3 separate regions of the Sus scrofa genome follow, and all the other regions are linked to region 3. The links are chromatin contacts, called in public Hi-C and HiChIP or PLAC-seq maps. All regions are on one chromosome and are shown on one strand. The core of a region is the stretch at or near the end of the contact, and the rest is flanking DNA. Distances in the headings are between cores, read along the strand shown.

Region 1 (4,249 bases), core at 162-2,661, 130 kb before region 3:
CAAGTTCAGAATCTGAATGTGGACCTCCCAGCTGCCCTTTGCAGGAGCTGCTGCCTCCCCATCTTTGCCTGGCATATGCCTGCTCCTTCTTCAGGTCTCGGTTTACGAATCATTTTCTTAGGAAGAACTTTCCCTGACCTTTTGTCCAGATTTGGTACCTGAGTACAAGCTCTCCTAACTGCTAGATTTCCTCTTCAGAGTAGTGGCTGAAATTGTAATTGTTTAAACATCCAAGCATGATTTGTTTGATTGAAAGTGACTCTTCTCTACCAGGAAGTAAAATTCATAATTGCATCACCCACACCTAGCATGGGGCCTTCTGGTCCATAAGACATGCTCACTAAATGGTTACTGAAAGAGCCTCTGTGCTATACGTTTTTACTGTTTTTATTATAAAACATGTTCTCCAATTCTAGGGACCAGTTTTTACTATGTGACAAGCAGTGTTTATTCAGAGGGCAGGGTAAATTAGCTTCGTGGTTGAAATAAGGCTCTGACCCAGAATCCCCTGGGCTTGAAATCTTACTAATTGTGTGACACTGGGAAGTAGTGTAACATCTCCCTGCCTCAGTTTCCTCATCTAGTAAAAAAGAGGAGGGAGTTCCCGTCATGGCTCAGTGGAAACAAACCTGACTAGTATTCATAAGGACACAGGTTCAATCCCTGGGCACCCTCAGTGGATTAAGGATTCAGCATTGCAGTGAGCTGTGGTGTAGGTTGCAGATGCAGCTCAGATACGTGTTACTCTGACTGTGGTGTAGGCCGGCGGCTACAGCTCCAATTCGACCCCTAGTCTGGGAACCTCCATATGCCATGGATGTAGCTCTAAAAAGAGAAAAAAAAAAAAAAAAAGGGAGGATAAAAGGCAATAATAGCACCTACTTCATAGGGCTGTTGTGCTGATTAAATAAGTTGTGATACGTAGAGTCTTTAGAACAGTGCCTTGCACATGGTGTGTGAAAGATTTTAGCTCTTCTTTATTCCTAAGACTACAAAAAATAGGTGTTATTATCTCCACTTGTCGAATGAGGAAACTAGATGCATAAAATAGACTTTCTTTAGTAACTTGTTTGTAATCCTTCATGTCATCTTTTCATGCTTAGAAAAAAAAAACTAAAAAAGAAAGAAAGAAATGAATGTTCTCACATTTGGGGAGTTGGGAGTTGGAGGATCTTAGGGCTTGGCAAGATGAAGAGAATAAATCAAAGAAACAAAGGAAGTTTCAAAGCAGTTTTGGGCCCAGAACTTGGCCATCTCTTCTGCACATTCGTATAATGAAACGTCGCCTGTCTGTGAGGAGCCCACACGAGGAAGGGGAGTCCCAATTTCCACAGAATCTGGAAGGGACATGGGGAGGCAATGGAGCGTGACTCAGAGTGGCAGGAATTAGCATCTCCTGGTTGCAGCAGGAAGTGAGAGCTATGTCTACCAACCTATTCCGAAGCTCCTCGGGAACTCTGCCAGTATCTCCAAAGGCATCACCATGTCCTCAAACTGAATCCATTTGAATTAAAGAAAAAAAAATGTATGCCATGCGTCCCATGTGAGAGGAAGTGGGTGCCAAGAAACCAAACAAAAGGTTGTGAATCACTGGAGTGGACAATCCTCCTGGAGAGAAATGAGTCTTGCACCAGGCTTTAAAAAGACATTACATCTGGCAGGGACGAGAATATTCCTGGCAGCCCATTGGTAATGGCCCTGAAATAGAAACAACACAAACATCGTCTTCAGTAGAGTAGATGTATAAATTGTGGTACAGTCACAGAATGAAACACTCTCCAGCAATGACAGTGACTGAGCCACAACTACACTCAACAGTAGGGGCAAATCTCACAAATAGATTGCAGTGCCATTTGTTATGTAAATGACGTGATATGCATCTGTGTCAGCTGTGAGAATTTAGGAACCTGTGACGCTTGAGGTAGAGGCTGGAGGGCCACTGGGGTGGGGGGGGACTCCTGTTCTGTGTCTGTTATTCAGTTGTGTTCATTTTGTAAAAGTCCACTGACGTCTACACTTATTTGTTTGTGCACTGTTCTGAACATAGGTTATATTTCAATCCATTCTTCACTTCCCCACCCTCCATGGCCAAGGGTTAAATCAGTCAGTAGGTAAACAGATAGCCCTAGGGTTCTGGATAATCAGAAGCAGGAGATGCTTCAGAAATGGGAAGACATTTTGAGTAGAGCTCATGTTTCTGCAGTGCTGGGTCTGAGTCTTGGGTCACTGCTCTTGTCTCATCGAATTTTAACCTTGGTTTTTCTCCTTGTGCCCTGAGCTTGCAGCCCTCTCTCTCTAATGAAATGATCTCTATAATATCCAATGCAATGTGGAGCTCACCTGCTCATCTCCTTTTACACATGCCTTTCCTCAGTTGTCTGCAGTACAAACATCCATTCATCATCCGTCAGAATCAGAATCACTCATGAGATGGCTGGAGAGGAAGCCTCACCAGCCCGAGTCACCTGGTGAGACCTCTCTCCTGTGAAACCTGATGGGAAGGACTTTGGAATTTCAGCTTCTAGACACCCAGTGGGTAGTTTTACAAGTTTTAGAGGATCCTTTCCATATGCTTGGCAGAGCAGGGAAAGAGGGAGAAGCCTGTTCTGTGAGCCTGCCAGGAGGGTTACAGTGAGCTGTGTGGATGGAAGAGCTTGGCACAGGCAGGGCTGAGAATCCCTGTTGAAAAACTGTGACGGACTTAACCTAAGACCTGTGCGGCTTGCCAGTATTTTGAAAACCTGGAGATCGCCTTCCAGCTTTTCCAGAGGTGATGTCGCCACCAGCTCCCAACTGGCTGCGTGACATCAAAGCCATCCAGCTCGGAGGGCACATGTCCCCATCCAGGCTGTCTTTGGGCGGGTCGGCCGCCTTGGAGAAAACAACACGCCTCAACGTGACGGCCCCCACATTCTGCAGACTTGAAAGGGAAATCCTTTGGATTCTGACGGGGCTCCTGGGGCTCAGCCCTGGCCTTGCCCTGAGGCTGCATGAGGTGTGCAAATATGGGAAGGGCTGCGTGCTGCTGTCCTTGCTTCCCCAGCTGATCAGAGACATTTGCATCCTGAGCTGCTTTGTTCTTTGAGTCCCCTCACTGCCTCTGCTGCCTGGGGCCTCTGAAGCCCAGCCCAGCCTTTCCCTCCTTCTCCTCCCTCGCCCTCCCCTCCCGCCCACCTGCTCCCACTTGTTATTGTTCATTTCAGCAGCTCGCCTCCTGATCCTCATGATCACTCACAGGTTTGCCCCCAGAATTGCTGCTGCTTCCCAAGCCTCCATTCCCACCCCTCCCCCACCCCGTTCCTCATGCTCTTCTCTTGCTTTCTTAGATTTTCATTTTCGTGTTCCTTCCCATTTCTACAAAGGCAGGATGTAGAGGAAGGCCAGCAGAGGGCAAAGAGCACTAGAGCTATGAGCCTTTGGGTTTCAGTCACTGATGTGTGTGACCTTGGGCAAAGGGTGGAGACTCTTCTCTGGGTGTCGGTGATCCCATCTGTAGATGGGGTTGGGTCCCCCATGCCAGGGATCCAGTGCCGTGTGTTGTGCCAGTATTGGTGGCATGGGCATGCAAAGAAGAAGACTCTGAACTGGCTCGTACAAACTTACTGAGTAATATGTTCTCTTTGACACACACACACACCTTCTGATAGAGATAGATTGATAGATAATTAATGGGGGAAGAAAACTGTATAAATGAATGATCTTATAGCCCACAGGATCCAATAAAAGTCTTACAGAGAGACTGAATCAGAATCCTTTCCCTGAATTCACTTGAATTGCTCCTTGTGTTCAGGTGTAACTCTCCACCCCATTTTTTCACAATTGGGTGAAATAAGGAAGCACTTAAAGCTGTTTTTCTTTTGCTACCACAAAGATCTGCAAAACTGCTGGTTCCTGTTCTTGGTGAAAAATTGTCTTAACCAGATGAAAGAGGAGCATAAGACACCCAACACAAATCAGAGAATTTTAAACCATGTTTACCTCTAATACGACAAACCCTAAACAGAGCTCACACCTGCCCACACAACTTCTAGGACCCCTAACTTGGTAAAGGATATTCCCACAATTTTCTCTCTCCTTCTATTCAGCCTCCCCATCCCTTTTCAAAAACTGTAGCTGACTTATCTAAGACCTGGTCCATATTTTGAAAACAAACTAGAAATCACCTTCCAGTTTTTTCCAGAGGTGACTAAATCCAAGAAGCATTAAGAATGTGTAAAGGATAGGACAATATAAACAATAGTTCTTAGAT
Region 2 (4,054 bases), core at 1,127-3,626, 240 kb before region 3:
TTGGAGATTGCAGAGACACAGATACCAGTAGCTGAACCTGTCCTGTTCTGAGTAGGGCACCAGCTTTAGACATTCCTCCCAATTTCAGTCTCAAGCTCCATCCTTCTTTCCACTGTTTCCTTTCTTTGTGCCAGTCTGTGTTCCTTCCCCTTGGCAAAACTGCCTTGGTTTTTAAAAAATATAACATTCTGCCGCTGTGAATAAAGCTACTAAGGCATTAGAATTCCAAAACATTTGATTGACGTGGCTGTTGGTATACGCAACATCTCTGTGGAATAAATTCCCTGTCCCCCTTTGGAAATTGGACTCATAGCAGGGTTATGGCACAGAAGTGTGAGGACTGTAGGTGAAAAGTGGTGGCTCCAGTTAAAATTGGGGATGATACATAGAAATCATTATTTGAAACCCTGAAAAAAAGAGAGCATAACCTACTGACTCACTGATCCTATTTCCTTAGGAATATCAATTCAGAGTGATTATAATTTACCTATAGTTACCCAAACATTTTTTGTTTTACTGTATCAATAGCAATAAGCATCATAGGAATTCAAGACAATGTAATTTCATGTAAGTTTAGAAATGATGTAATAATGTGTTTAAATAAATCTTAAAGCCAAAGGGAAAAAAATCCAAGAGAAATAACGAAGAGAAATAGATTGGTGGCATAAAGGCCCGTGGAAACATTTTTTAAAGAAAAACACAAAAAACTATTTTGATTTTTAACTTTTGTGCTGTCTGAAACTTGGGAAATCATTGGTAGAAAATTGAAATAAAACAAAACAACACAAAACAGAATTGGAATCAAATCTTCACCAAATCTGTTAGCCTATATAAGAGCCAAATGTAATTTTGAAACTTGATGCCAATGCCCAAGTGGTCCAAGTTACTGCCTTTGCTCTTTTTAATATGTTGGCTGATTATGGAGCTAATAATAAATATAATTCAAAATCACTGTTGGATCCTTTGAAGGTTGCTGCCAAATAACGTTTTGTGGAAGAATTTAAAAAAGTCCTGAGGGAAACTTCAAATGATATTTTAAATATTTCAGAATCAATAGTCATACTATTAGATTTACCTCAAGAAGTTCATAGTGATTATAAAATATCATATTAACTCAAGAAAGCACTCTAATTTCCCATCTCTAATAAATGTCGTCAGGGTAGTAATTGTCCTAATTACTTAATTTCTGCCTGGTATTGACCGAAGTTAAGTTTTTGTTCTGAAACAAATATGTGTCCAGAACAGAAGTACTCAAATTAATTAGCTATTGTTAAGCAATTTTATCCTTGGCCTTAGAAATGATGCCACTAAGACAAAGTGATTCTTTAGCAAAAACAATGTCATTCTGCCCAGACTTTCATTTTAGGACAGAGTTTCTGCAGTGAATTAATGGTCTCTGGAAATGGTGCAGAGCTACAATAACAGCTTTCTGGTTTTGATTATAAGGCAGAATGATTTCTGGTTTTCTATAATATTTGCATTGTGAATGGGATTCCATTTTTTCTCATTTAGATGCAGTGATCAGGTGAGAGAAATCTGAGCCCATTCCATCAAAGCCCTGTATTTGACTGGAATACAAATCACTTGATTCTGGTTCCTTGAGAAATATAGCTTATTTTAAAACAGAAAGAGTATTCACAGCAATGCACAAATGAGAATTTGAGATGGTGTTCAAGAAACCATGCACATTTGAACTGCAGTCCTCATATATTGCTCTGGGTTTCACGGTAGCTAAGAGCATATCTCTTTACCAAAATGCTTTCATAACCCTTTTCCAGGACATTTAGTTTTGAAAATCAAGTGTATACAAATAAACACAATTTAAACGGAGGTGGAGTGGTGGGATGTTATCCCACCATTGCCATGTTCATGATTCTAAGGTGGCTAATTGAGAGAAGAGGTATCAAAACCCATTGATTTCAGCAGACAGATGTGTGAAGAGTGAGAAAAATGGAGTGGTGAATTCTAATCTCCCTTCAAACCTGGGAAAATTACTGAAGTGTCTTTCCTTTACTTAATTTTCACCCCCTGAAAGTGCAATGATGATGTGTGTACCTAATTTCAAAGCCAATCAACATTTCTGGAAAAGGCTTTTTCAGAGAGATGATCCTCCATGCTTAATGATCAAAAAAAAAAAAAAAAAAAAAAGAGCAAATGACTCAAGGCTGAACTGAACTAGGCTTTCTTCAAAGTAAAGTGAAACCTCTTATTTAATTATTATTGTTTGTACTTTCAGTCAATTAGTGCCTCTTCCAAGCCCCTGACATTTCCTATATAGAAAGGTTTTTTATGCCAGTTTGACTTCACATTGAACCACACTTATCCCTCTCCCATGTGACTGTCCTAAAAATATTTGAAACAGCTGTCCTGATGCCCTTAAGTAGCCTTCCCTCCAGGCTAAACAAGTCTGGTTCTTCATAGGCCATGGTTTTAAGTGCTCTTATTTCCTAGCAGGATAGGTTTAAGTTTATAAAGCCTTTTCTAATGGTAAGATATTGGGATCAGAATATGAGGCTCGATTGTGGTCTGTCCATGCGGAATCTGGCAAGAGTTGTTGTTTCACATATTTGGCCTGCCATGGCTCTTTAAAGACAGCTGAAGTTGAATCAGTTATTTTTGGAGGCCACATCATATCATTGGCTCACATTGAACTTGGAGTCAATTAAAACTACAAGTCTTTTTTACATAGGCTCCTGCTAAGCCACTGTGTGTGTGTGAGCACGTGTGCGTGTGTGTGTGTGTGTGTGTAGCTATATATAGTTATTATCTGTTGAGTGCTTATTATGGGCAAGGAAATGTGCTAAATGCTTTGCATCTTTTGCATCTCATTTAATCCTCACATCAATCCAGTGATGTAGTAAGTATCCTTAGTCCATACTGTGGGTTGGCTGAAGCTTATACGAGTAGAGACTTGCCTAAAGAGGTCTGACTCCAAAGCAGGTGCTCTTGAACTTGATATTCAGCCTTCTGTACTGGCATGATGTTTTTGTTGCTAACCTTAGAAGGAGAATGCAGAGGACCCAACAACAAAGAGCAGAGCCATTAAATATTAGTCAGGTTGGACCTGCCCTTCCTTTTAGTCTGCTGAGATCTTTTTGGATCCTGGTCTTGCCCCCAAATATAATAGCCATTCCCTTAAAGCTCTATGCCACCCATGGATTTTATCAGCTGCCATCACTACTCTCATTCAAGTCATTGCTTCAAAAATTAGAACCAGGCCAAGGACAGAGCTTCCAAAATATTGGCATTGAACATCACTCTGATCAAATTATAAATTCATGTACTGTGATTGAATTCACATTTCCCCTCTCATCCATCATGAAGACCTGTCACATCCTTTGCTAAAATTCAAGTGCAGAATTTCTAAACCATGATTCTAAGGAGTCTAGCATTACTGCTACAGAGAGCAAGAAGGAGTGGTATGGCAAGATTTGTTCATTGTCAATCTGTGTTTTTTTTTTTTTTTTTTTTTTTTTTTTTTTTTTTTGGTCTCTTTGCCTTTTCTAGGGCTGCTCCTGCAGCATATGGAGGTTCCCAGGCTAGGGGGTCTAATCGGAGCTGTAGCCACCAGCCTATGCCAGAGCCACAGCAACGCAGGATCCGAGCCGAGTCTACAGCCTACACCACAGCTCACGGCAACGCCGGATCCTTAACCCACTGAGCAAGGCCAGGGATCGAACCCACAACCTCATGGTTCCTAGTCGGATTCGTTAACCACTGCGCCACGACGGGAGCTCCAATCTGTGTTATTTTAACTGATCATCATTTCGTGTGCTAAGTAAGGAAGCATGGTCCAGTCCTAACTCCCTATTCTAGACTCTGGTCTAGGACTGCTATCAAGGTAATCATGTTTCTAGTCTACAGCATCAGCCTTCTCCTCTTTGAACATTTGTTCTGCATTTCACCATGTTTAGTTTTCCTATTTTCAAAAGAAACACCAGAGACTGTGGTTGGGCGCCCTCATGTACAAATTTTTATATCTCAGAAGGCATTTTTTCTTGACAAGGAGATTGGGACACATTTAGAACACCTTACCATATTTTTTGAAGCTTTT
Region 3 (4,637 bases), core at 1,506-4,005:
TTTTAGTTGGTTAGTCCTGCCCATGCCCCAACCTGAGGGGCTTGTGTCAAAGGCAGCATAAGATGCTCCGCCCGGGTGACAGATTTGGGGAAAAAAATGAGCAGCTCCAAGCCGGCTTTGTCCCCTTTCTACAGAATATGACCCAAGGGAAGCTGGGGAGGAAAGTCAGTTTGGGGGCTTATTTCATTAACTTGGCCTATTCAGAGCTTCTCCCTTGAAATAATAACTTCTGCAGGGAGAAAACAGGACTGAAAGCAAACCTCAAGTTTCTCCTAAGTTCCAGTAAAGCAGCCTCCATTCTGAGTCAGTGAGTGAAAGAGTAAAACACAGGAAGCCAAACTCCGTCACCAAAGAGCCTAAAAAAGGGGACCTAAAATCTTTTTTTTTTTTTTTTTAAAGAGAGAAGCATTAACAAAATGATGGGGAAGACACAAAATAGAAGAACAGAGAAAGAAGAAAGAGGAAGTAGAATTCAGGAGGAGAAAAAATCATGACATTGGTTTATTGAAAACTGAACAGAAGGCAAAATTGCACCCAGCCACCTCCAGCCCAGCAGGCTTGTCAAAACCAACTCAGACACAGGGGGACTCTTACCTATTTGTCTCTGGATCTTCAGAATGGAGTCAGGAGAGGTGGCATTTGGAGGCAGCGGAGCTGTGCTGGTTACCTTCGTTTCCCCCTCTGCATCTACAGAGGTGTTTTGCACATAAAAGGATTTCAACAGAGTGAAATGATCACTAACTTTTAAGTTATATCTACTCTTGCAAAGTGAAATGTGGAGTTCAGATGTCTGGGGGGATAAAAAGGTGTTAAAAAAAGACCCAAATGGTCCACATGAATAAAAGATGATACATTTGGGCCAGACCCGTGGTCCACGGACTTTGGCATTTTGACTCTGAGACAACAAAGGTGGGGGACCGGCAGGTGCATGGGAGCCCAGACCTGCCACCATCCCAGCTGTGTCCTGGTTGTCAGCTCTCAGCAGTGTCAGGAGTGAGCCTCATGCTGCTGCCCCTTTACTTGAGTCGGGTCACAGTAAGGTCGCCTCCCCCCCAGGCGGTGCAGTAGGGCACTGCCTTCACATGGGCCTCCCCGCACTCCGACCTCCGAGTGGGTTAGTCAGCTGACACAGAGAGATTTTGAGATTTTGTAGAGAGATATTTTGTTCTGCCCACTCGGCTCCACACTCCCAGAGGAGTTTGACCAAATGGCCATCAGCCAGGTGTTCTGCGATTTTCTTCACTTTATAAGGGAGATGAATCGTAGACTATATGTGGCGAATAGCATCTACTATAGGACGTCCCCCCAAGCTTTTTTTGGAACTGCTGGGCCTAAGCCATACCAACTCTGTGGGCCCCGTTTAGAGTAATGAACAGCTGGTTTCTTTCACCCCCATCAGTTGTCAGCTATACAGTCACACAGAATCTCCAGGTCCTTTTGGTGGTTCCCAAGAGGTTACCTATTCAACACTTCTGAGCAAGGGTTCTGCTCTTCCTCTGCTCCTGGGCCCTGGTCTCTGGCAGGGATGTCTTTCACCACAATCCCAAGCCCAATCCCATTATAATAATTAGTACCTGTGAAGTCTCAGTTTACATTAAAGGGTTGTGATAATGTAAACTTGACCTTTGACCTATTCCTAGAAATGGGCAATGACAAATACCAAATACCAGAATCCCCCTCACTTAAATGGAGAAAGTTCCAAAACTTAGGACCTTCCTGATGGTGGCAGGAAGAGGTAGTCAGGTTGCTGTCATTTGATTGATTTGACTAGGGTAGAAAGACAATGGAAATAATTGTGCCTAATTCCTTTTCACTTCTCTCACACACCCATGTGATTTCAGTAAAAAAGACAAATAGTTCCTTGTTTTTCTTCTTAATTTAGGAGACTCTTTTCCAAGTGAGACAAGGACCAGCTGTTTACCTTTCAGGAAAAGCCGGATGATAGCTTTCTCATCAATCATCTAGTTGATGCAACGCACACACTTGCACTGGTGTATTATCTGCAGAAGCTCATCCTCACGGTTTTCTCTCTTCTAAAAACATCCTTTCAACAGTGGATAATTTTTTAAAGGTTTTTGTGTTTTTGTTTTTTCCCTTTTTGGCTGCCCCAGAGCACATGGAGTTCCCAGCCAGGGATCAGATCTGAGCTTCAGCTGAGGGGCGACTCCAGATCCTTGACCCACTGTGCAGAGCAGGGGATGGAACCTGTGTCCCAGCTGCTCCAGAGACCCCACCAACCCCATTGTGCCATACTGGAAACTCCAATACTGGGTAGTTCTTAATCTGAGTGAAGGCAATATTCTGTATCTTCTCTAAAGTCTGCTGATAGCTACCTTGGCTGTCTAGCCTGCAATGTGGGCTTCGGTTCTCTCTGCATTCCAGAAACGGAAGATGCATCCGAACACTTGCACCTTTTAAAAATGGTGGCTCTTGGCGCCCTCTGCTGGCAACTCTTAAGTTCTTCAGCAGAGAGCAAAGCTTGAAGCTGGCCAGAGAGCCCTGAAAAAAATACCTATAAATTTGTGGTTGTGGGTGTGTGTGTGTGTGTGTGTGTGTGTGTGTGTGTGTGTAGAAATACTCATATATAAGTATGTATATGTATGTAAGCATGTACATTTTAACCTTTTTTGCTCAGAAACCCCTTTGAGGTTTGGCCGAATTAACAGCATAAAACCACGTCTCCTGAAAAGGATACGCATGCGCACGTGCGAACCCACGCACCCAGGTGCCCCGAGCACACGCGCACCACACACACAGCCGCTGTTAACTCCAGAGAGAGTTACAAACATGAGCTCTGGCGTCAGACTGCTGTTCTCACGCACTCCCCAGCATTATATCCATGGGCAGGTAATAACTTCTCTGAGCTGCAGTTTCGTCATCTGCCGAACTGGGGAACAGTCGCACATGGAGTTTTCCTGAGGATTAAATGAGATACTCTATACAAGTGCTTTGCATACGATCTGACCAGCGGTAAGTCTTATGTATTAGCTGTTTTTCCTTTATTTTATGAACTTTAGCTTATAAAGCCCTTTCATAGTTGTTGAATTCCCTGTCCCTGGAGCAGCGATGTGTCACAGAAACGATTCCGCTAATCTAAATTGGGAGTGACATTTCCCCCACCTTCTATGGTGTTATATGGGGGACAAACCCCCTGGTCCAGAAGCCTCGTGTTGAGTTGGTTGCCTAGTTTCTCGTGGCTTCTCAGTGAGCAGCATTCGTGCTGAATTATCTTTGGACGTGCCTGTGGCCATCCTGCCGCCGGCTATAACCAGAACATACTCCTTTGACTACCTGATGTTAATCCAGTAATTTCCAGCCGTGAACCTGAAGGTCACCCTTAATCCTCTTGAACCCTAGTGGCTACATGATGTGTCCCCCTAGGGTGCAGTAGGATACACCAGGAGGTTCTGCTGCCTGGTTGCCAGGCATGTGACTTGCATTCGTGAATTCAAAATCAAATCCAGCTGTGGATAGCAGCCCCTGATGGTGGGGAGGGGGGGTTGCTTCTTCCTTCTTGGTGATATCACTTGTAATTTGACACATGATCTTGCTGCCTGGGACTGAGGGAGGTTTGAGGGATTAGGTGATGCAGTGATGCTGGGCTCTTCTGGGTGAGCAGCTTGGCCTGACTTGGGGCGGGAGAGAGAGCGCTCAGGAAGGCGAGGGATGTAAGCATCATTAACCAGGCCATGCATGTCCCAGGCAGGCCTGCAGGTGAAACCCCAGGTTGCCCTGATGCCTTCTAGGCTGACTCTGGTTCCTTGCACATTTTCCTCTCTGAGCCTAATGAAATGAGGCCTTCTCCTATCCCAGCACACCAGCCTTGCAGGGTTTCAGCTGCAGGGCAGCGATAGCAGCCAAGCGTGGTGTTCTTTTTCCCTCTGAGTCTTCTTCCCTCAACCCTGCCTTTGATCATGGTGGCCGAGGTGCCTGGGAGGCCTTTGGAGGCCACAGGCCTCAGAAGGATCCCCTGCGCAAGGCAGGCAACTAGGGGTGGGGTGGGTTCGAGGTTCTGCAGGGGTTTGACCCTCTTTCGTTCGCACCTTGGAAGTTTCAGCTGGAACCCTTGTGCCCTTCCCCACTCCCCCTGCCCCCCAGTCGCTTCTGTCTCAGATTAGCTGAGTGCTTGGCCTTACGGGGGGGTGGGGTGGGGAATCCATGGCGTCAGAACTGGAAGATAGAGGGGCTCAGGCCCATATGTTAATGCCCCCTTCTTATCAGCCCGGGCTTCCCCTTCACTGCTTCTGGGCTCTGTCAGATCTAAAACGGAGGTAGAAAAAGCAACTGGTTGTGACAAAGTTGTGAGGTCCTTAAGCATATCATGGTAGACAGTCCACAGTAACTAAAATCTGCCATTCATTCATTCTTTCAAAGAATACTAATGGCCCATGATGTGTACGGTGTTATGCTGCAAAGGTACTTTGGGGTCATAGAAGACAAAGGTCGAACACTTCATCCTTCAGGAGACCCTGGACACACTAAAAAGTTCGGTAACAACACAAGGCAACGTACTTTATGGTCAAAATGAAGGACATAGACGATTGGTGCTGTGAAAGACCCAGAAAGGGTCCACTTCTTTGTGTGTGTGTGTGCGTGTGTTTGCACATGTGCATGCACATGCCACTTACTGTCTCTGC

Evidence for each region. A called contact is a pair of places that touch in the nucleus more often than the background predicts. HiChIP or PLAC-seq counts read pairs in DNA pulled down with a chosen protein or histone mark.
Region 1: a contact with region 3 is called in an H3K27ac HiChIP or PLAC-seq map of skeletal muscle, with 5 times the contacts expected there. The contact joins the enhancer-like site here to the promoter of MRPS27 in region 3. A contact is called at or near these places in 1 of 5 promoter capture datasets (liver), 27 of 47 Hi-C or Micro-C datasets (adipocytes, adipose tissue, alveolar macrophages and 16 more) and 1 of 2 datasets of contacts at active chromatin or transcription factors (skeletal muscle).
Region 2: a contact with region 3 is called in a Hi-C map of fetal skeletal muscle, with 1.9 times the contacts expected there. The contact joins the enhancer-like site here to the promoter of MRPS27 in region 3. A contact is called at or near these places in 3 of 47 Hi-C or Micro-C datasets (embryonic fibroblasts, epiblast stem cells and fetal skeletal muscle) and 1 of 2 datasets of contacts at active chromatin or transcription factors (skeletal muscle).

What each region holds. Positions count from the first base shown.
Region 1 is chr16:48,773,008-48,777,256 of Sscrofa11.1, reverse strand. All of the region lies in intron 7 of ZNF366 (zinc finger protein 366), which reads left to right. Among named protein-coding and RNA genes, the nearest start is that of MRPS27, 130 kb to the right of the region's middle. Within about 2 kb of position 1,411, at least 4 of the 83 cell types and tissues checked have an H3K27ac peak or open chromatin away from gene starts, as enhancers often do. A contact at or near this core is called in skeletal muscle, where this site is marked.
Region 2 is chr16:48,880,288-48,884,341 of Sscrofa11.1, reverse strand. All of the region lies in intron 2 of ZNF366 (zinc finger protein 366), which reads left to right. Among named protein-coding and RNA genes, the nearest start is that of TNPO1, 170 kb to the left of the region's middle. Within about 2 kb of position 2,376, at least 5 of the 83 cell types and tissues checked have an H3K27ac peak or open chromatin away from gene starts, as enhancers often do. A contact at or near this core is called in fetal skeletal muscle and skeletal muscle, where this site is marked.
Region 3 is chr16:48,640,689-48,645,325 of Sscrofa11.1, reverse strand. It overlaps MRPS27 (28S ribosomal protein S27, mitochondrial), which reads left to right and starts at 2,755. Exons shown (of 15, transcript XM_021076728.1): 1 at 2,755-2,970.